7 separate regions of the Mus musculus genome follow, and all the other regions are linked to region 5. The links are chromatin contacts, called in public Hi-C, HiChIP or PLAC-seq and promoter capture Hi-C maps. All regions are on one chromosome and are shown on one strand. The core of a region is the stretch at or near the end of the contact, and the rest is flanking DNA. Distances in the headings are between cores, read along the strand shown.

Evidence for each region. Promoter capture Hi-C pulls out the DNA fragments that hold promoters and counts their contacts. A called contact is a pair of places that touch in the nucleus more often than the background predicts. HiChIP or PLAC-seq counts read pairs in DNA pulled down with a chosen protein or histone mark.
Region 1: a contact with region 5 is called in a promoter capture Hi-C map of hippocampal neurons, with 5 times the contacts expected there. The contact joins the enhancer-like site here to the promoter of Unc5c in region 5. A contact is called at or near these places in 4 of 39 promoter capture datasets (hippocampal neurons, maxillary cranial neural crest, pre-B cells and 1 more), 3 of 484 Hi-C or Micro-C datasets (cerebellar granule neurons and cerebellum) and 3 of 115 datasets of contacts at active chromatin or transcription factors (SST interneurons, astrocytes and forebrain).
Region 2: a contact with region 5 is called in a Hi-C map of cerebellum, with 1.7 times the contacts expected there. The contact joins the enhancer-like site here to the promoter of Unc5c in region 5. A contact is called at or near these places in 2 of 39 promoter capture datasets (hippocampal neurons and pre-B cells), 2 of 484 Hi-C or Micro-C datasets (both in cerebellum) and 2 of 115 datasets of contacts at active chromatin or transcription factors (embryonic forebrain and embryonic midbrain).
Region 3: a Hi-C map of cerebellar granule neurons shows a contact between it and region 5, with 4 times the contacts expected there. The contact joins the enhancer-like site here to the promoter of Unc5c in region 5. A contact is called at or near these places in 7 of 39 promoter capture datasets (the 3T3-L1 cell line, cranial neural crest, frontonasal cranial neural crest and 4 more), 7 of 484 Hi-C or Micro-C datasets (cerebellar granule neurons, cerebellum, cerebral cortex and 1 more) and 8 of 115 datasets of contacts at active chromatin or transcription factors (SST interneurons, astrocytes, craniofacial prominence and 5 more).
Region 4: a contact with region 5 is called in a promoter capture Hi-C map of second pharyngeal arch cranial neural crest, with 6 times the contacts expected there. The contact joins the enhancer-like site here to the promoter of Unc5c in region 5. A contact is called at or near these places in 5 of 39 promoter capture datasets (cranial neural crest, hippocampal neurons, maxillary cranial neural crest and 2 more), 1 of 484 Hi-C or Micro-C datasets (the N1E-115 cell line) and 6 of 115 datasets of contacts at active chromatin or transcription factors (astrocytes, craniofacial prominence, embryonic forebrain and 3 more).
Region 6: an H3K4me3 HiChIP or PLAC-seq map of neural tube shows a contact between it and region 5, with 7 times the contacts expected there. The contact joins the enhancer-like site here to the promoter of Unc5c in region 5. A contact is called at or near these places in 4 of 39 promoter capture datasets (the C10 cell line, cranial neural crest, hippocampal neurons and 1 more) and 4 of 115 datasets of contacts at active chromatin or transcription factors (embryonic forebrain, embryonic limb bud, neural progenitor cells and 1 more).
Region 7: a promoter capture Hi-C map of hippocampal neurons shows a contact between it and region 5, with 6 times the contacts expected there. The contact joins the enhancer-like site here to the promoter of Unc5c in region 5. A contact is called at or near these places in 4 of 39 promoter capture datasets (hippocampal neurons, maxillary cranial neural crest, pre-B cells and 1 more) and 4 of 115 datasets of contacts at active chromatin or transcription factors (embryonic forebrain, embryonic limb bud, forebrain and 1 more).

The regions. Positions count from the first base shown.
Region 1 is chr3:139,885,252-139,887,951 of GRCm38.p6, forward strand. No RefSeq gene overlaps it. Among named protein-coding and RNA genes, the nearest start is that of Gm32693, 110 kb to the left of the region's middle. Within about 2 kb of position 1,305, at least 40 of the 459 cell types and tissues checked have an H3K27ac peak or open chromatin away from gene starts, as enhancers often do. A contact at or near this core is called in cerebellar granule neurons, cerebellum and hippocampal neurons, where this site is marked.
Region 2 is chr3:140,238,286-140,240,985 of GRCm38.p6, forward strand. No RefSeq gene overlaps it. Among named protein-coding and RNA genes, the nearest start is that of Mir7j, 210 kb to the left of the region's middle. Within about 2 kb of position 1,251, at least 2 of the 459 cell types and tissues checked have an H3K27ac peak or open chromatin away from gene starts, as enhancers often do. A contact at or near this core is called in cerebellum, where this site is marked.
Region 3 is chr3:139,508,012-139,510,711 of GRCm38.p6, forward strand. All of the region lies in intron 11 of Stpg2 (sperm tail PG rich repeat containing 2), which reads left to right. Among named protein-coding and RNA genes, the nearest start is that of Gm24260, 91 kb to the left of the region's middle. Within about 2 kb of position 1,425, at least 18 of the 459 cell types and tissues checked have an H3K27ac peak or open chromatin away from gene starts, as enhancers often do. A contact at or near this core is called in cerebellar granule neurons and cerebellum, where this site is marked.
Region 4 is chr3:139,859,681-139,862,380 of GRCm38.p6, forward strand. No RefSeq gene overlaps it. Among named protein-coding and RNA genes, the nearest start is that of Gm32693, 80 kb to the left of the region's middle. Within about 2 kb of position 1,266, at least 62 of the 459 cell types and tissues checked have an H3K27ac peak or open chromatin away from gene starts, as enhancers often do. A contact at or near this core is called in craniofacial prominence, embryonic limb bud, neural tube and 1 more, where this site is marked.
Region 5 is chr3:141,464,300-141,466,999 of GRCm38.p6, forward strand. It overlaps Unc5c (unc-5 netrin receptor C), which reads left to right and starts at 1,265. Exons shown (of 16, transcript NM_009472.4): 1 at 1,265-1,538. The coding sequence starts at 1,415.
Region 6 is chr3:140,357,392-140,360,091 of GRCm38.p6, forward strand. No RefSeq gene overlaps it. Among named protein-coding and RNA genes, the nearest start is that of Mir7j, 330 kb to the left of the region's middle. Within about 2 kb of position 1,325, at least 1 of the 459 cell types and tissues checked has an H3K27ac peak or open chromatin away from gene starts, as enhancers often do. A contact at or near this core is called in neural tube, where this site is marked.
Region 7 is chr3:139,841,860-139,844,559 of GRCm38.p6, forward strand. No RefSeq gene overlaps it. Among named protein-coding and RNA genes, the nearest start is that of Gm32693, 62 kb to the left of the region's middle. Within about 2 kb of position 1,427, at least 9 of the 459 cell types and tissues checked have an H3K27ac peak or open chromatin away from gene starts, as enhancers often do. A contact at or near this core is called in hippocampal neurons, where this site is marked.

The DNA.
Region 1 (2,700 bases), core at 55-2,554, 1.6 Mb before region 5:
ATTCCATCTAAAATGTTATTGATCCTTCTCCATCTCCTGTCTATTTCCCATCATCTTATCCTTCTTTATTGCAAATACCTCAAACGAGAACTATGGTTTTTATTTGTTAACCAATTTTTCTGCAGTTTTATCATATTTGGTTTGTTCCTTGTTATATCCCTGAGACTGGGAATGGCATTCCATGCACGGCAACATGGAATACTTACAGAGCAGATGCAGAAATGAATGGATAGAATCCTTTCCTTAGGGAAGCAATGTCACAATCAAGGTTTCAAACCCAGCAATATCATCACTAAACACACAGGTTTAACCTCTCTCTATAGTAGCTGGATGTGCCTGGTACCTCATAGGAGAAACTCTAGTTCCTATAAGAAAGCATTAGGGGAATTAATTAGAACTTTCATGCTAGCTGTGATTTCATAGGAAAACTATTCTGTGTGGGAAGATATGATGAAAATTGAGGATGGGTAAGAATGTTGCTTTTTTTATTAATCTGAAACATACATACATGGTTAATTCTTATATTAAGATTACAATATAAAATACAATAGTACAATATTCTATATATTAAATCATTCACAAAGCTGTATTACAATGATAATTGTTTTCCACATAAAAAGAGACACGTTCTATTCTAGATAAACAAAGACTGTGCACCAGAGTGGATTATTTACCTTGCAGTCCTTTGTGTAGGTGTGATAAATGTAAAAAGCTGCTTCTTTTGGCTCTCGTAGACATAGTGACTCTCTGGAGAAGCCACTTGCATACTGTGGAAATTTGGGTCTGGATATGCTAACAAGGTGATGTAATTGGCCTTCTGTCTTATGTTGCATAATTGCCATCCTTATATCAACACTTGCTAACCACGAGAGAGTCTTTCCGAAACTCAGAAATAAGTGGGCCCTTCGCACTTCCTTTTTTTCCTCCCGTTTGAATCCATTGTAAAATGTTGTGGCTAGATACTCTAAGCAAGCCTTTTCCACGCATAATAAACGTGAAAAGCAAAGAGGGGCCTCCAGAATTGCTCAATGTTTATTCAAATCAGAGGTTTTTTTAAAGGATGCATTTCATGTGGAATAAAAGGGAAAGTTTAAAAGCTCAGTCATGGCAATTACAGGGAACATGTTTTCTGTCTCTTCTCATAGCAACACATGCATCTTACCCTCCATGGCTGCCAGCCGACTTGTCAGAGCAATTACTTTAAAACAATTGTTTCATTTGGAATAGATGCCACAGCCCAAGTGATTGTGCCTTGTCAGTGACGCATTCAATTAAAACAGTCTGAATAGGAGTTCTGGAGGGCCTACTGTGCCTTGTCCAATCTTATCAGTCAACAAAGAACAAGCTCAGAGACTCAGGACCGGCTGCTTCCACTGTCAGGTGGCTGGAACATGTTGCACCTTCCCAGGGTTCCTCGGAGGCTCTCTTTCCTGTACCTTTTACAGCCAATGGCAGGCGCCATCTCAGCAGCGTCTGCATCCACAGTGCCAAGAAAGCTTATGGCAGTAAATAAGATGGCAGCTGTGTCATTCCTGACAGCTGGCTATAGCTCAGGGAGGCAGGCTGAGCCGGACTGTGAGCAGTTGGAGTGGCAGTGAGCTATGACCACCATTACTTGTTGGCAGATGACAGTTTCCACACTAGTAGTTACACCACAATGGGACCAATGTGTCCGCATCGTCACTTAGTCAGACAGAATTTTAAACAAACTCCTGACGCCTAGCAGTTCCTCACCTTCTCAATGCCAGGGAAGCCAAACACTCTTATTATTAAAAAAAAAAAAGACTACCCTCAACTTTGTAACCTTGGAATGGAAATTTATTGAGTAAAAGCAGGAGAGAATTGGCTCTTTCCTTGTAAGAGCAGGAATCAAGGAGAGCAAAACTGATTTTTAAAAAGTTCCCATGTGTTTGCCATCATTTAAAGAAAGAGACTGTTGATTCATTACTATATCTGTGAAATCTCATGTGTTTTCTTCTCATAGGCAAATTCTCATACCTCCACAATTTAATTAATTGTCTTTTCTACACTTGGAACATCTGATGCTCAAAGTACTTATTATCGGAGGAGACGTTGTTTGAAAGGTTCCTTACCAAAACAGGAAAACTGGAAGGAAGCCACAATATTACATAGAGCATATCAGTGTGAGTTGAGAGCCAGGTGGAACCAGATTGCTCTGGTCTTGTCTAGTCAGTGCAGGGGGAAACAAAAGATTCTCGCCACATGGTAAGGGTCAGCCAAGGTGGGCACATGGGCTGCAAGTCTGGAAATCTGTCACAGATTTGAAGCTAAGAGTCATCACAGCAGATGTAGCAGTAGGTTGAGCCACAGCTGAATTTCATCACAAAGACAACTCATCAACATGACGTCAGCTCAAATCGATGCTGCTACTTTCACACACAATTGTAAAAGAGATTTGGGCTTCAGCTTGTCTATAACCAATTCTTCTGATTTCCAATTCCTTGAAATACCCATTAGCCTAATAAATAATCATATTACTAATAAAAATGTATTGTAGATAAATCACTATTTATACAGTATGATGCCACACTTAAGAATTTTTTAGATAAAGTTTTTCAGTTTTTAAAATTAATTTTATAACAGTTAAAACAGTTCATCTTAGCTAGGTGAGATACTTTAGAACCCCCAAAAGTAGGTAAAACAAGCATTGTAAAAGTTTGTCAAAATCCCTCAAGCTAA
Region 2 (2,700 bases), core at 1-2,500, 1.2 Mb before region 5:
GAGACAATAACAAAACCTGACAACACAGAGACCATATGAAAAGACAAAATCCCTCATATTGATGAGGTTGATGTGGCAATGAAATTGGAGTAAAGAAGTCTTATCGACACACTTCTGCTCCCACTGTTAGGAGTCCCACAAAAACACCAAGCCAACAGTCATTACATTTAGATGGAAGATCTCGTGTAACACACTCTGACAGGCCCCATGCTTGCTGAAATATCCCTTCTAGTTACTAAAATTCCCATATGCCCCAATGTGGGAAATGCCACATAAATTGTCTCTGTAGAAAAACTTTAGCCCCAAATGTTTCCACCTAGTGTGACCATCATTGCATAGTGGACATATGTGAAAATATATCTGTACAATATAAAATAAAATATCAATGGAAAGGATAGCTACATGCTGAGTTTTCAATTAGTATGCATCAAGTTCTAACCACCTGTGTTTTGTCAGTTTCACGTTCCCTAGCAGGCAGAGAGAGGCAGGGAGAAAAAAACTTAAGAAGAATATACATGAGAAAATCTGTAGCTTCTAAGAACATGATCTTTGATTTCCCCACTGGAAACTGGGAAATATTTGTCAGTATCTGCTTTTCACACATGGAAAAACTTGCTTCAAATTGCAAATTGTGCCTCAAGAGAGACACCATTTTAAATATTTTTTGCTAGGTGCATTGTACCCTGGAACATGTACAGGAGCGTTGTGGTTTGGGATTTGTAGTTGTGAAACCCTTCACTCGGTGCTGTGCAGAGTAAAGCTGGGTTGTCAGGTGGGGTGGCTGAAAACAAAGGCAACACAAAGCAATTTATTGCCTCCCTTTGATAAATGAGAACAATGTTTTCATAAGGTATGTGTACATTCTGAGAGACACTTCTTTCATTGTTCCACTGGACAATGATGGTATGCCTCTAGGTTAATATTGTGATACATTATTTGCAAATATATAAATAAATAGGCATGTATGGGCTTTTAGCAGAATTAAATACAATCAAGAGAGTAAAAAAAAAAGAAATCTATGTTTAATTCAGATGGCTGCCAGCTTTAAGGTTTTCGTTTCAGTTTTCAATGCTGTGGAAGAAAAATGGATTCAGTAGACATCAGACTTTAAAATCTGAATCTTGGCCAAACAAACAACAAGTATTCCAAGGTTTCCTTTGGAAACTGGCCAATGGCAGTGAACAGCACCTGAGTCAGGCATCACTGCACTAGGGTGACAGATGGACCAGGGTGACAAGTGCACTAGGGTGACAGGCTTTATAGTGGCCATGCTGTTAAGTAAGGACATGTGGCAGGTAAGGGTTGTTAGATGTAGATTTGTTTAGGATACATGTAATTCACAGAAGGTTAACTATGATTTAATGCCTCCTCAACAAATTGAGGAGAATCTACGTGGGTTATCATAACCCATCTGTAGAATTGTCCTAATGTGTGAAGGTAACATACAATAGCAATCAGCACTAAGGAGAATCTTTATGTTTTGTATTGGGAACTGCTTACACTTCTGTGCACATATAAATTTAAAATGCCCTTTGTTAATGAATAGAAGTCAATTTCCTATATTCATAACTGAACTGAGTCTTTAATGTCTAAACTTTATAGGACTTGAGACTCAGAAAATTAAAAAAATGGCTTGCTCTCATGTAAATGATAAAATTCATAATGTCAGTATATCACTGCTGCTTGAGTTGAAAGACTCAACTCACAGGTTTATACTTGTCTCAACATTTGTACTATGACAAAATACCAGAATGAAAACAATTTATTCTGGTGGTTGGGAAGTGAAAGATTGAGATGCCATCCTCTGGCTACTGAGGAAGTTCCTCTTGGTGCTCCTCACAAGGCAGCAAGTAGAAGGGCAAGAGGACCTACCTAGCTCTATCCATCCCATTCATAAAGTGACTGATTTCATTCATAAAGTTTCACTCCTTGGAACTTTTCCCTCCACATTTTAAACTGCTATCACATTAGAGTTTAAGTGTGGATATTAGATATGTATCTTTCATAGCATAACTCCCTTGTGAATCTTTTATCATGAAAGAGCTCAAGTTATACAAGATCCTGATAAAAGACATTGAGAGCTGCATGAGGCTGTGGTTTTGGCCCAGAAAGAAATGTATCTTTGCTAAGTCAACCAACAAACCAAATATTCCCTCTTTCCTCCTCCCTCTTTTGATCTGTGCCAAGAGATTCAATGCTTCATGCACTATGGTGAAATTTATCTGGAAACGTAACTTTAGTTCACCAGATGTAATTAAGAGACTTATTGCCAAATAAGCTTAAGCTTTCTATTTCTTTTTGAACTCTGGCTGACTAGTTCAACTCAGCTGTTCTGACTCAAACTGCTCTCTAAAGCTGACTGATGCAAACTGGCTTCTCTGGCCTTCTCACTGAATTGCTCTGCTTGGCCTTAAAACTAACTCTGGAAATTTGTTCTTCACCTGTGTCTAGCTTGTTCTCTTTACAACCTGTCTTGGAAAAACTGTCCCCGTAAAAATTGCTTACATGCTGAACTTAACCAAACTGAACTGCCCTGAACTGCACTGAACTGAACTCCATTGCATTGCCTGAATGCAACTGAACTACGATTACTGAACTGGCCTCCACCCCTGGCTCACTCTGTACTGTTCTTAAGTAGCCTCTCCTTTTTGTCTGTTCTACTGAGAGTTGGGCATATCCTATCTTTGAATCTATTCTGTT
Region 3 (2,700 bases), core at 175-2,674, 2.0 Mb before region 5:
GCATGAACTTACATCAAGATGAAGGATTTCAGTTCCACTTTGGACATCTTATGCAGAATTAAGAGGATGCCAGAAGAAAGATACAGTGGCAACTTTAATAGAGGGACACTTTTCTACAAAAAAGGAAATTATAAGCTAAAGAACAAAGAAATCCAAACAGGAAAGAGACAGGATGTATCAAATTATATTCTAGGCCTCTTATCATCATCCTATTCTTCTCCTGAAACTCAAGTTGTTCTTCTTAAACTCGTCTAATTGCACATTGCTGCTATTGCAGTATAAAGAGAACATTAATGTTTTAAACCCAGGAGAGTAGTAACAGTCGCAACAGAGAGAACTCCAAAGTCTGGCAATTATATGATAAACACACTGACTTTGATTTCATTGATGAAGTTCTCTGAAGCGATGTCCTGGAGTTCCATTTATCATTTCTAAGCAAAGGATAAATGCATTATATAAAGCAAATTGACATGGGAAATACTGTAGTATCAGGTTTCATCTATGTGCAGAATTCCACCATTTCCCCTCGAGGCTTAAACAAATATTACATGAGTGAGGGCTCTTGTAAAATGTTGTTTTGAAATAGATTTCATTAATAGCTTCTGGTGATAATTTATTTCTCTCTTTATGCACAAGTCTCTTCTCACAGTAATAATGGATAAGTTATTTGCATATAAATAGATTTCAGCTGAAGCAGAAACCAAATTGTTTCTCCCCACCCCCTGGACATCGTTAAAAAGAGAAAAAATAAAGAAGGGAAGGAGATTTTATAATAATTAGCAGTCAAGATTTATAACAATATTCTTCATTAAAACTTTTTGCAGGCAACCCTCTTTTTGTTTCTGTTGGTACACTTCACGTTTTGACCTCTGTTAAAGCCACAGGGAAATAACCTGCTGTTTCCACACTGGTGTTTGTGTGACACTGGTGATGGACCTCTTAGGGAAAGATTTACTGCAGCTTTCTCATTATTGTATCAAAGTTTCTTTGTTTCTGAAAAAAAAAATCTGTTTTAGAGCCGTAGTTGTTAATTCTGTGTCTTTATTCTTAATTAAATAAACCCTTTATTTCTGAAGAGTAATGAAGCATATGTTTATGATGGAGAGAAACAGTTTGTTTTTCAGCTGTTGTATAGTTAACAATATCAAAATATTGAAACCCCATTTGTTATAGAGTATGCTTCTTACCTAAGCATCCTATACAGTAAGACCTTTTATGCATACTTTTCTTTCAAGTAAAAATGGTCACCATGAGGAAGAACAAGAAACCAGGATTTTAAAATGTATTTACTTGATCTGTGTGCTTGGCTTCAGTATCTGAGCTATGGTACATCTCAGTACGATTTTATTGTAAGTGACTAGCAGGCAACATGCATGACACAGTATATATGAGTCAGTTGTTGGCAAAATTAAGATACCAGCTGCTTTCTGGTGGATATGATGTCTATTAATGTGTCTTTCTGACCAGTAGAGGTCACTCAGTGTAAAGTGAATAATGACTTCTATTTTCAAAAGAGACAGCTAATGTGACCATTCTATTTGAGCAAGCCTATTTCAGCGGGTATCTGTTACTTGTACAAATGCTATTTCCGTCTTTCCTAGGTGAGTAAGGCTACTTTATATGGTTCAAAGACAATTTTAAATGTGAAGTAAAAATATGATTATGGTCAAAATACAGTATTTAAATCCTTGTGCTTTTGAGCATTATGCAGATTTTTAGATGTTTAAAGAGTAGTGAGATATAAAATTGTCCCCCAGAAAACATGACACAATCATATTCTGCCACAGAGAGGCAGCCTTCCCCATCAAATGGAGCACAGGGTTTGGATTCAGGGAGAACAACACTTACCCCTCGGTTTTTGTCTCATTGTCAGTTGAATGGGATTAGAAAGCAGTCGCGTGTAGCAGCCCAGATATCAGGCACTGTGGCAGTTAAAAGGGTTTTAGAACTGTGGCATTTTTTTGTTTTCTTTAGGTGTGTTTATACTTTGAACTTTTAAAGTATAGGTATAAAATGGAAAGTATACCCAGTGGCAAAATTCAATAATTTGTCAGTTTTACTCCAGCTTATTATAACCATTCACCTATTAGGAACATACCACATTCAGGGGGATCAGGTCATTTTCATTTAGTTAATTTGACATTCCTCTGGCAACTGTGGTGTTTGCAAAGGTGCTAGCAACCCTGAAGGCAATGTGAAGACACAAGACGAGGCAGGTCACAGTGTGGCCTTTGAACTCAGTTTCCTGTAGCCTCGAAGTGATGTCTTCCTTCTTTCTGCTCAGTGGTACTCTGAGGATGAATCAGCTTAGACTTGTGCTCATCCTCTGAGAAATGCTGAGCTTCTCGGGGCCATTTTACCCCTCCTTCACAAAGGAGCAAACTAAAACTCAAGTTTAGAGGATTTACCAAGGTCACACGACAAGTAAGGAGAAGGATTGAGCTGGAGTTCAGATTTAAGACTATCTTAGAAAACACCAGGTTAAAATAATGGAGGGAAAAATACAGTCATTCCCCAAAAGATTAAAGCTCAAAGAATTATGAAATATGTTTACAAAATTGTCCCAAGATTGAGGTAGAAGGACATGTCTGAAAAATTCAGAACTATCAAAAACATTGCTCAATGCGAGTCCCACTCCTGCTTCTACAATTCCAGTCTCTATCGCTTCTTCTGTCTTTAAAACAATTGTCCTTAAAGTAC
Region 4 (2,700 bases), core at 16-2,515, 1.6 Mb before region 5:
GGATCTTATGGTTGTTGCACATTCCCTGAAAGGGTTTTCTAGTTGTTCCCCCCCCCCCCCGTTTAGATTTTGAATTTTCTATTAAAATTTCCTCAGGCTCAGAGTTCCTTTCCTAGCTGAGTCCACTCTACTAAGGAGTCCATCATGACACTCTCCACTTCCAATACAGCAAACACTTTTGGTTTCTAACATTTCCTTGTGGGCCTTCTTGGAATGTCTGTCTCTCAGTTTCTATTACTGCATGGACTCTTCCTTAACCCTTAATACCTGTAAGGTAATAATTACAATCTGAAAAAAAATCTTGTAATTTTTTTCTTTCACTTTATTTGAGACGGCGTCTTACAACATAGCTCGGGCTAGCCACGGACTCTGGATCTTTCCGCACACCCTCGAAAGAGCTGGGATTATAGGCGAGCCTGGCATCCTACTGAGCCTTTGTGAGCAGTCAGACATAATGTGCTGAGTTAAAAGGCCCTGTAGGTTGGGCTTTAGGGCATGTGGCAAGAAGGAACATATTCCAAAGTCCCACGTTCGGGTCTTAGTTTCTGATTAAGAGTGTGCACCAGAAGGATGTAAAGGGCACAAGTGCTTCTCGGTGTTCTTGAGATGTGAGGTGTGATGGCTCTGTTAGGGATTTCCTCTCCTCAGTTCAGTTACGGGCTGATAAAACGCAGTCATAACATGAGACTTTCTGTAAAAAGTCTCTCTTGAGGGCAGACCTTGTTGAGGAAAACAGGATGTTCTGGCTTATTTCAAAACGGCTCATATTTCACTCTTTGCTAGAAGAACAAGAGAGGCTTTCTCTGACACGCTTCCTGAGACCCTGTGGAGCCTCAGAGTAAAACTCGCAAGGGTTGAATGGCGCCTTATGACTGGGTCTCCCTGGACTGCTGAACACTAGGCTCTGTTACCCTAGGCTTCCAGTAACTTACCAGTCTTTGTTTCTGATATCCAACCGGCATTGCTGATTCTCCTTGAGGGCTCAGCATTGCGTGTCTCCTCTGGGAACTTTAAAAGACTGAGGCATTTTAAAACACTGGAGCATTGGCTATGGGGTACCCAACAAAAGTAGTTCTTGCTTTCAGTGATGCTCCTAAAATGTGCTTACCCCTCCCAGACTGACGCCTAGATAAACACAAAAGCAAACAGCCAGCGCTTATTTCATTCTTAGTTTCTTTTTATTTCTTTGTGTGTAACTGTACCTTGATCCCCACCTGCTTGCAATTGTCCATCGACTCTCAGTCTGACTGAGTTCCCGGGTCATCTTGTTGAGGACTGAGGGTCTGCTGGCCTCTGGTCTGAAGTCCCTGCAGTGTTGCCTGAAACCTGACTCACATTAGCACTGGGTCACTTCCAGAGCTTCCAGGAAGGGGTTTAACCCTTTGTAGACTTGGCCTGAGGTAAACCTCCCTACTGGATTCCTCTTTCTCTTCCACTCAATCCTGCGTTTTTCTCCCAAGCAGGCCATATTTTCTCTCCTCAGACTGTGCGCTTCTGTTTTCTGCCTGGCTGAGCTCACCGCCTTCCTACAGCACCTCGGGGAATTGCCCTCTTATTACCACAATTACAATCTGTACACATTTCATTAAACTAATATCGCTCGGCACAGGCTTTCTCTACAGAACTGCACAGCTGGAGGCCCATTTCTTTTCCTCAGCTTAAACACTTTGACAGGTTAAGAAAGCTATTATGGCTGACTAACAGGTGTTGCAAAACAATGTGCATTTGATGTTTAAATGAGAGAGCTTCTTTATTGACTGCCTTTATTGCGGCTCAGCCTTCCCTTCCTTCACAATGGCTGAATTTTTATTGTCTTTACAGCTTTTTAAAGTCTATTCTGTTGTTTCAGAAAGGATCCAAAGTGCCTGTGTGTGCTTATTTGTTATTCTGCTGGCCTTTCTATATTATTATTATTGTTTGTGCGTCCTGCTTTCTTCTCCAGGTAGAAAAATACCTGCAGAAGTGAAAGGGTTTTATTTGGCTCTTTCTCTATCAGAAGCACATGCAGTTGATGAACACACTAAATGGGCATCTAAGGCTCCTCTTCCATCACGTCACCTCTGTCTTTACTGTCTCATTCATCTACACAATCGACTAGTGACCCTCAGAGCTGCCTGGCGAGTGAGAAATGATAAAGCCCATATATAGGGATGACATGGTGTCCAGCTTCCTTGTTTGAATATCCCTTCTTTGTCTATTCCCTCACTGTAAAGGACACACATTGGTATGTAGTTTGGGGGGCATTTATGCTTATCCCTTGACATTTTGTTTGTATGCACTCAAACCCATCCACGTCAGGTGCGTCCCCGTTCCTTCCCTGTCTTCTTGCAGAATATCATGCTCAGCAGGATACAGTCTGTTTTATTATTTCAATAAAATGACTTTTGCTGAAGAGACAGTCGAGTGTTAAAATACCATTTTTCAAAAGTAAGTGCTCAGTGAGCGAGAACATGCGATTATGAAAGCATAGAAATGGATGGAAATAAAAGTGGGCCTTGAACTCTACCTAGGCACGCGTGCGTCTACAGCGTGCAGGAGAGTACTGTCCTCATCAGTCACTCAGAACTGCCCAACTCCACTCTCAGCCATCACGGTCTTCTTAAAGCGAAATTTAGGTTTCACGTTTTTCTTACATTGTCTGAGAGTGGGAAGCAGGAAAGAAAGAGAATACGAAAAACCTGTTTGTTTTAGCTTTCTATT
Region 5 (2,700 bases), core at 15-2,514:
GGCTTGTTTTACCCACTCCTCCTCACACTCCTCCTTCATCCTTTTATCACGAATTCACAACCTAACTACTCCCCAAAATGTCTTTCTGTACTGAAGCAGATTTAGTCCTCTCTCCTCGCTCTTAAGAATTTGGAGACTAAGTTATAGGTTCCAACATCAAGTTGAGCATCTGCAAATTTTGTTCTTTTTTTTTTTTTTTTGGGGGGGGGGGGGTTCTCTTGGTTTTGCCGCGGCACTCTTTAAATGTTCAATCTCAGCAGCCACCAAGATGAACAAGCAAAAAAAAAAAAAAAAAAAAATCAGTACCGAGGGAGTTTCCATTGATTTCCAGTTTTTGTTCCACCACAAATAGGTCACCGGCTCGCAGAGCATAAAACAGCCTGACTGGCGCTGACAACCCAAAGATAGTGGGCTGAGCCACTACAAATGCTTCTTGCCTTCTTTCCCATCTATGCGAACAAGTTCCAGCCCGCCTCCGGCTCAATCAAGCGCAACTCCCTAAATCCTAGAGCGAGAGCAGTCCTGGGGCATCTGGCTTAGGCTTGGCCGGCTCAGGGACACTGCCAGGCGGTGGGCTGAGCTCCGCTGGACACCGCCAAGTGGCCTGAGGCGTGCCCGCAGCGCTTGCGGAGCAGGAGTCTGGCGCCAGGCGGGGAGACTGTGCTGCCCCTGGCCGCAGTTGCCTCTGCCCCCAGGTGTCCCTTGTCAGCGCCGGAGCGAGTGAGCAAGTGAGCAAGTGAACCCAGTGGACTCCACCTTCCGCGCGAGGCGTGGATTTCGCTCCATCCTCGCTTACATAAGGCGGGCGAGCGCGCTCCCGCCGCCGCTTCCCCCCGCGCGGAGTGGGGCCGCGCCCTCCACGCCTCCTCTGCGAGCGCCACCCAGGACCCCCGCTCGCCCCACTCCTGGAGGCGACAGTCGCTGGACCGTCGGCGGGCGGGCGGCAGCCCGGGAGTCTCTCCGGCACAGAAGCGCAAGGATCAGAGCGGGGAGCGCCTCGCTGGCTCGCCACTCCTCCCGCTCTTGCCACCTCCCCATCCCCGGCGCCTGTGCGATCCGAGCGGGCGCGGGGACCCGAGAGCAGCGCCCGCTCGGCTGGCGGCGGAGCTGCGGGAGCTGTGGTGGTGGCCGCGCTACACCTCCCAGCACTTCCCGAGTGGGGGCAGAGCATTAGCAGCCGGGAGACGTCAGTGGCTAGGCGCAGTGGACGAGGGACCTTCAAACTCCTCCTCGGAGGCTCCTCTCCACCCCCTTTGGCCCCTGCCCTTGGAGAAAGTGGAGTGTGGCGCTCAGGCTGCTGTTATTTCTCAGGACTGCCTGGCGGTGGCCGGATCCAGCCTCCTGCCTGGCTGGGCTTTCGGCTGTTTGCGCGTCTCCTGGTGGCGTTTCCCTTCCCCGTACACCTCTGCCGACGATGAGGAAAGGTCTGAGGGCGACAGCGGCCCGCTGCGGACTGGGACTAGGATACTTGCTGCAGATGCTTGTGTTACCTGCCCTGGCCCTGCTAAGCGCCAGTGGCACCGGCTCCGCCGCTCAAGGTAAGAGGGTCTTCAGGGCGCGGCAGTCACCTCCCTTTGCTTCTGTCTTCCCTCTCTTCTACCTCTATTTGTCCCCGGCGCTCCTTGATTCCTCACCTGCCTAGTTGCCCCCAATGGAAACCACTTTAAATCCCACTTTCCCAACTAGTTAAGAAACCAGATTTTCAGTCTTAGCTCTGGATCTGGGTAAGGATGGACCCGGGGTGTGTTAAGTGTAGCTGCTGTCTCGGTGCCTGTGGGATCCTGGAGTGTCTTTTGCACTTTCAGACCCACAGACGCACGGTTTTGAATATTGTGTAGCCGGGGGTTTCCAGAGGCACTGATAGTGGCGTTGTGGTATGTGCCCCAATATGTGTAGTGTGCCGAGGCTTCTCGCTGTGCGCGATGGCTGCGCTTGCAGGGTTTTCTTCCACCTCCGCTAAGGAAATATGTCCATTACCGCCAAGGACCCATAGGCGCTGGTGCCCCTAGACTGCTGATGGGGCGCTATGGAGATGCTCAATTCGCCCAGAAAGGACAGGCTCCGGGTGTGCCTGCTTCTCCACTCACAACCTCTTCGTGTCCCGCTCCGGACAGGCGATCCTTGAAAAACTTCAAAACCACAGCTCTAGTGGGTGACTCTAGCTGTTCGAACCAAATCTGCAACTCTCTGGGGGAAAGGACGCTGCTAACCAGTTTATAACTGACATTTTAATGCGTGTAAGCCTCGAAGTGTGTGGCACTCTGAGCAAAGCCGGAGTAGGAGGACAGTGGTCCAGAGTTGGGAATGTCTTGTACGGGTAGAGGGAAGACACCTAGACTGAGGTTCATCTTGGAGGCTTCTTTCTTGTTCATTGAGTTTTAGAGGGAGGTGCAGCTCCCAGACTTATTCAAACCAGTTCCCACCCAGATCCTTCTTTGCCATTTTAAAGATTTATTTATTTATTTATTTATTTATTTATTTATTTATTTATTGTCTATAGCCAGAAGGCAACACAGCTTTGCCTGGAGAGAGAGGCAACAATTCAGAACCAGCTCAGAGACCTTCCCTTTTCTACACACACACACACACACACACACACACACACACACTTCTTTGTGAATTTGGAGAGTTTGGGGGGAGGAGCAGCAACCCTCCTTCCATGATGCTCACAGACTGGTTTATTCCAACTGCAGCCTGCAT
Region 6 (2,700 bases), core at 75-2,574, 1.1 Mb before region 5:
CTCACTGCTTGTCTTGGAGAACACTCCTTATGAAAAAGCTCAGCCTGGTACAGCTCATTATGATTAACAAGACAGGACACATTGTGTTTGCTACCTTGTTCAGGGTAGAGATCTGTAACTTTAATTTTTTTTCAAATTCTCCTTTTAATAATGCTCTTAAATGGTTTAACCTCCCTTCTCGCCCACCACTCACCAGAGGTAGTGGGAAAGAAAGGATATGGCAGAAGTGGACCTGTTTAGAAATGGATCTTTGAGGCAAATCCCATCTGCTTTGTCATGAAATCAGCTGTTTAGTGTTGTGGATTTGGCCTAATGCCACTTGTATCATGTTAATCTGGCCCTCAAAACTGCATGAGAATCTACACACCCACTCATAAGCAACTGAGGAAACCCTGCCCCCAGTTGGTTTTGATTAGTAAATAAGTAGCCCAGCCACTGAGCTGATTAAGGCATATTAAAATATAAAGGCTACATGTTCAGTTCACATGTCAGCAGGAGCAGCTTGATCCACTAGCAAGCACTTCATGGATATACCGGCAGTCCAGTTCAGCAGAATCAAGATAGCAAACACGAATCGGGAACAGTGGCACTAATTAGCAGAGACATCTAAGCCTCAGCCTTGGCTCAAGGCAGCAGTAAGGACCGGGGCCAACAGGAATGCCAGGAAAACTTCTCAGGTGTGCCTCTCTCAGAGAAGTGAACAGTGAAGTGAAGATCCACAAACATTGCAGCTAACTGGACCAGTAGAACCAAGCTCAAGTTTCCCTCCATGCCCTTTGAGTTCTGATTATACTCCCTGTAAACCTCATGTGTTCTTCACTGATCTTGCATCACCACATGTCTTGCCTCAACATTGTGTCTTGCCTCAGCTGACATCACTCTGAGGAAGCAGCAAGAAACTGCATTAGACCACCAGAAGTTTTGTGGTGCATTTCTCTTTATGGAGTCCAAATAAATGGAGCTCAATTTCACAGTGTAAGGCAGACAAATACATGTGTGTTATTAATGAAGAACACTTCATCACATATCATTTTACGTGCTTGCTTTAGCAGAACACCCTTTTACCTGTGTCTGCTTCAGGGAATTGTTCTTCATGTCTTTGCCCCCAGCAAAACACCATCCAACACAACTGACTTTCCAAAGCACCCTTAAGTTTCCACTTCAGAGATCTGTTTCATGTGGTCCAGTGAGATCAAAAAGTTTTTTGAAGTTGATTAATAGATGTCGTGGTTTAAGGGATGTAAGAATTGATAGATTGCCTAGCTACTCTAGGAATTTGCTTCTCAGTGACCACAGACAGGCTTCACTGTTCCTAATACCCTAAGGCACACCAGCTCTTCTTGGATCTCACATTTGTCTTGTGCCTTGTGGGGCCCACTTCTGCAGCATATCATAGGAGGTCCACAGAGGGAAGAATTTGCAACAGCGTTTTAACTTAGGCCTTTCTTAATATTTGAACATGCTACCACTGAAGAAAAGTAATGTGATTTGAACAAAAGGAAACAAACAATACTCAACCACCAGTTTAGAATGTACAAGGCCAACTGCAGAAACAAAGGTAACACAGGAAACCATGACAATATATCCTTCCCCCAAAATGACCAGTTCCATAGTTAAAGAACCCCAATGAGCATGTTCTGAAAAACTTCCAGACAAATATTTTGAATGGATGACTATAACATGTAAGAAGAGAATAGGGTTTTTGAATAAATGCTAAATAATCAAAACTGTATATGTGAAAGGATGTGCCAATGACAAAACTGGAATAATAAGGGAATGAAAGGGGTAAGGTGCCAGGAGATGAGCCAGTGAAATGGAAAGTGCAAACTGATGAATTCTGAGAGAGGGCTTAGTGGCTGGGCTATACAGAGGTTTGCAGATATTTGTTTTTCTAAGTGTAGTACTCACTCCATGGATCCTGCCAACTCTCCATTAAAATCTGAAGCTTCAATACTTACCTGAAACCAATTTCATAAAGGTCTGTAATTTAATTAATTCGCAGTATGAGACACATCTCAGTTACAAAACGTTGGTCAGTCATGAAAAGAACATACCCATAGTGATGAATTGAGGTTAATTTCAAAATTATGTGCCTTGCCAATAAATGAGACATTTATTCACCTGGAGAATACTATTGGAAAAGCAGGCTTCACAGAGGGTGTTTGTGAGAACGTGTGCATTCAAGGTGTTTGGGTGTGCGTTTCATGTGCTTTTTATTTGATAGGACAGTAGAGACCTGTGTACAGGTACTATGTGTCTGAATTAAATTTTCCATGGTTTAGAGATCTCATAGAGGTGATTTGAAAGTCTAGAACTCTAGAAAATAGGTAACTGGAATAATGTAGAAGGAAAATTATAGTAAATTAGAAAAATATTGCATTAATACCACAAGGAAATGATAACAATCCATAATATTGTTATGTGTATAAATGTGGAACCTCAAGAATTAAGAGTCAATTAAAAAATGTAGAAATCATTAAACCTAATGAAAAGGGTTTGAAAGAGTGATCAGAAATAATTCTAAAATTGTCACTTTGTGTGGTATAATATACTCAGTAAGATCTAGAGAAAATTTCAAACTGAATGTCCATGAGAAAAAAGTAACTTTGAACATGCTATGTGTCCATTGTGTTGTTTATAAATAGATTTTACTATGCTGTTGGAAATAAAAGGGCCTGTGTGGGAAGAGACCAGTTGAGT
Region 7 (2,700 bases), core at 177-2,676, 1.6 Mb before region 5:
ATTCTTTAGCAGAATAAAATCACAAGCAGGTGAATGAATGAACAGAGGGATGCATATCTTCAGCATATTTGTTAGGGACCATTTAGAATATAGAGCACCACTTACTAGCATTATATTATTAGGAAAATTTTTTTCTCATAAGAATTCCATGATATTTTAATAGTCAATACACTGAAGTGGCCAAGAACACCCAGAATGTTGCAATCACATTCCGGATTTAAGTCTTATCACACTACAATCTCTGCTATATTAATTACATGAACTAATATCTTACACAATAGATTTTGACCACAGTTTCTAACTGCCCACTTCTTCATGCTCTCCGCTCCACATAACCCCCACCTCTCCTCTCCCCCAGATTCACTTTTACTTTCTGCACACTGTCTGACTGTGAGTCTCTGTATCTGCTCCCATCTGCTGTGGGAGGAAGCTTCTCTGATGACTGTACCAGGCATAGACCTATGAGCAGAATATCATCAGGGACGCTTGCTTGCCTTCCTTCCTTCCTTCCTTCCTTCCTTCCTTCCTTCCTTCCTTCCTTCCTTCCTTCCTCCCTCCCTCCCTCCCTTCTTCCCTTCATTCCCCCCCTCTCTTTCCTTTTTCTTTGTTTTTACTTCCTTTCTTCCTTTCATATATAGCCAGTCATGTTTGATTCTACCATATGTCTTTAAGCTATGCAGTCTCCTGTTCATGGCCATCTAGGCAGTGTACAGAATGGGCTCCCTCTCAAACCATGGGCATCAAGTCAAACCAGGCATTAGTTGACCACTCCCACAAGTTCTGTGCCACCATTGCCCCAGCACATCTTGCAGGCAGGACAGATTGTAGGTCAAAGGTTTTGTGGTCAGGATCATGTCCAGGTTTTCCCTTTCCTTAGCCTACAGATCACCATCCCACAACCATGAGACTGAAACATGGGGACAAAGGCACTTTTATCTTCTTAAAATGAGTTAATATGCCTTAGTTTTACTGTAAGTGTTAATGAAATTAGTGAAGTAAGACAGAATATTTCTTGTTGTAGGATGAGAGTTTAATAAATATGGTAGAACTATTGTTAACAGCATGGTATAAAATTTACTCATACTTAGAGTTTGCCCCACAATTCCATGATTTTCCTCACAGTAAGCTTATAAAAACACAATCAGAAGGGATGTACTAAATAATGTTCTCTATCAGCTCAGTATTCTTGCGTAAAAGAGGTAATGAATGTTTATCACTTTGCCCAGTAACTGGCCTCTAAGTGTTATGGTTATTATAAGTGCATTTAGCTAAATTAAGGCCCTCATTATTTTAAGGATGCATGTTCATTTAAATACATAAGAATATTGGAGAGAACCCAAGAAGGCATCTACTAGCTACAGAAGAACTACTTATCTCTACTAGCTGTAGACAGTTCTTGTCAAAGCACAGCTTGCTGAAAGCCTGAAAACAGTTCAACCCACTGTTCTTCTCAGTAGCCATATGGATGATGGTATTTTGCAATGTTACCCACATGACCAAGAAACAACGACGTTTTCAGAAATTGGAAAGGACTGTGCTATCTGGCCAGCATTATTTGTGGCTCCCCTACATCTATCAGAAAGTAATAGGGGAGCAATAGGGGAGTCTGCATACTGTAGCACCTGCGTGTCCAAAAGCTTCGAGTCCCCCTCACTCAGAATTTGGAAGCATGTCCAAGCTTTAAGTGCCATAGAGCAGCTGGGTGGGAGGAGGAGATAAAAGACAAGCCAGGAAATTCATTCCAGACCACCTGAAGATGGATTTCTCAGCATATCACTTGACCTGAAAATGTTTTGCCTGAAATGAATGCAGGCGCTACCTCACACGAACAGGTATACAGCACAGCTCATTCTTCTATAATAAAACAAAATTTAATGTGAGGATGTGAACAGTTAGGCATGCTTACATATTTGGCAGTGATAGTAATAGTTGATTTTGCTAGAAGTTGGCATTGGGAAAGTTCATCAAATTTCTGTGCATGTATATATGCAGGTGTGAGGATGAGCGCATGGTTTTGAGCAGATATACGGTCTCTATTGTAGACTGTGGATTTTAGGGGTCTGGCTATCATTTTGGAGATGTTCCAAGTTGATTTTTTTACTCCTTTTCTTGTACTGAGGTATTCTGTCTTTTATGTTAAATTCTCTACAAAGTACAGTTTGGTAACTACTGATAGAGAATTATTGCATTTAAACTGAATTAATACAATTGAAAGCACAAGTTGGTCAAAGTTATCATGTTAAGGCCTAAGCATACATACATACATACATACATACATACATAGAGACAGAGAGACAGAGTCAGAGAAAGACAGGGATGGAGAACAGAGAGACACTAACATATATTAGAGTTCATATCCTTTTGAAATATATTTGTACAATTACACATCATTCTCTATAGAAAAATAATTTATCTAACTCACCCTTCTGCAGAAATAAAGTGTTCCTCAACTACATAGTGATGTTGTTTTAGAGTCTAGACACTTCTTCTACTCTTGTCTTAGTTAAACCAGTTTTAGCCATGGGGAGACTGGATGAACTCCTGATGAAAACTCCTCAGACTTTAGCCTTAATGTTTGGCATCATATTTCCTGAGCAGTTTTCCTGCCTCGGAAAATGATTTATTAAGCAGAGTTTAGCTGCCTTTTGCTTTTGTTGTGAATGACAAAAGGCATGTTCAAGCATGGTAAATTGGCTTAAC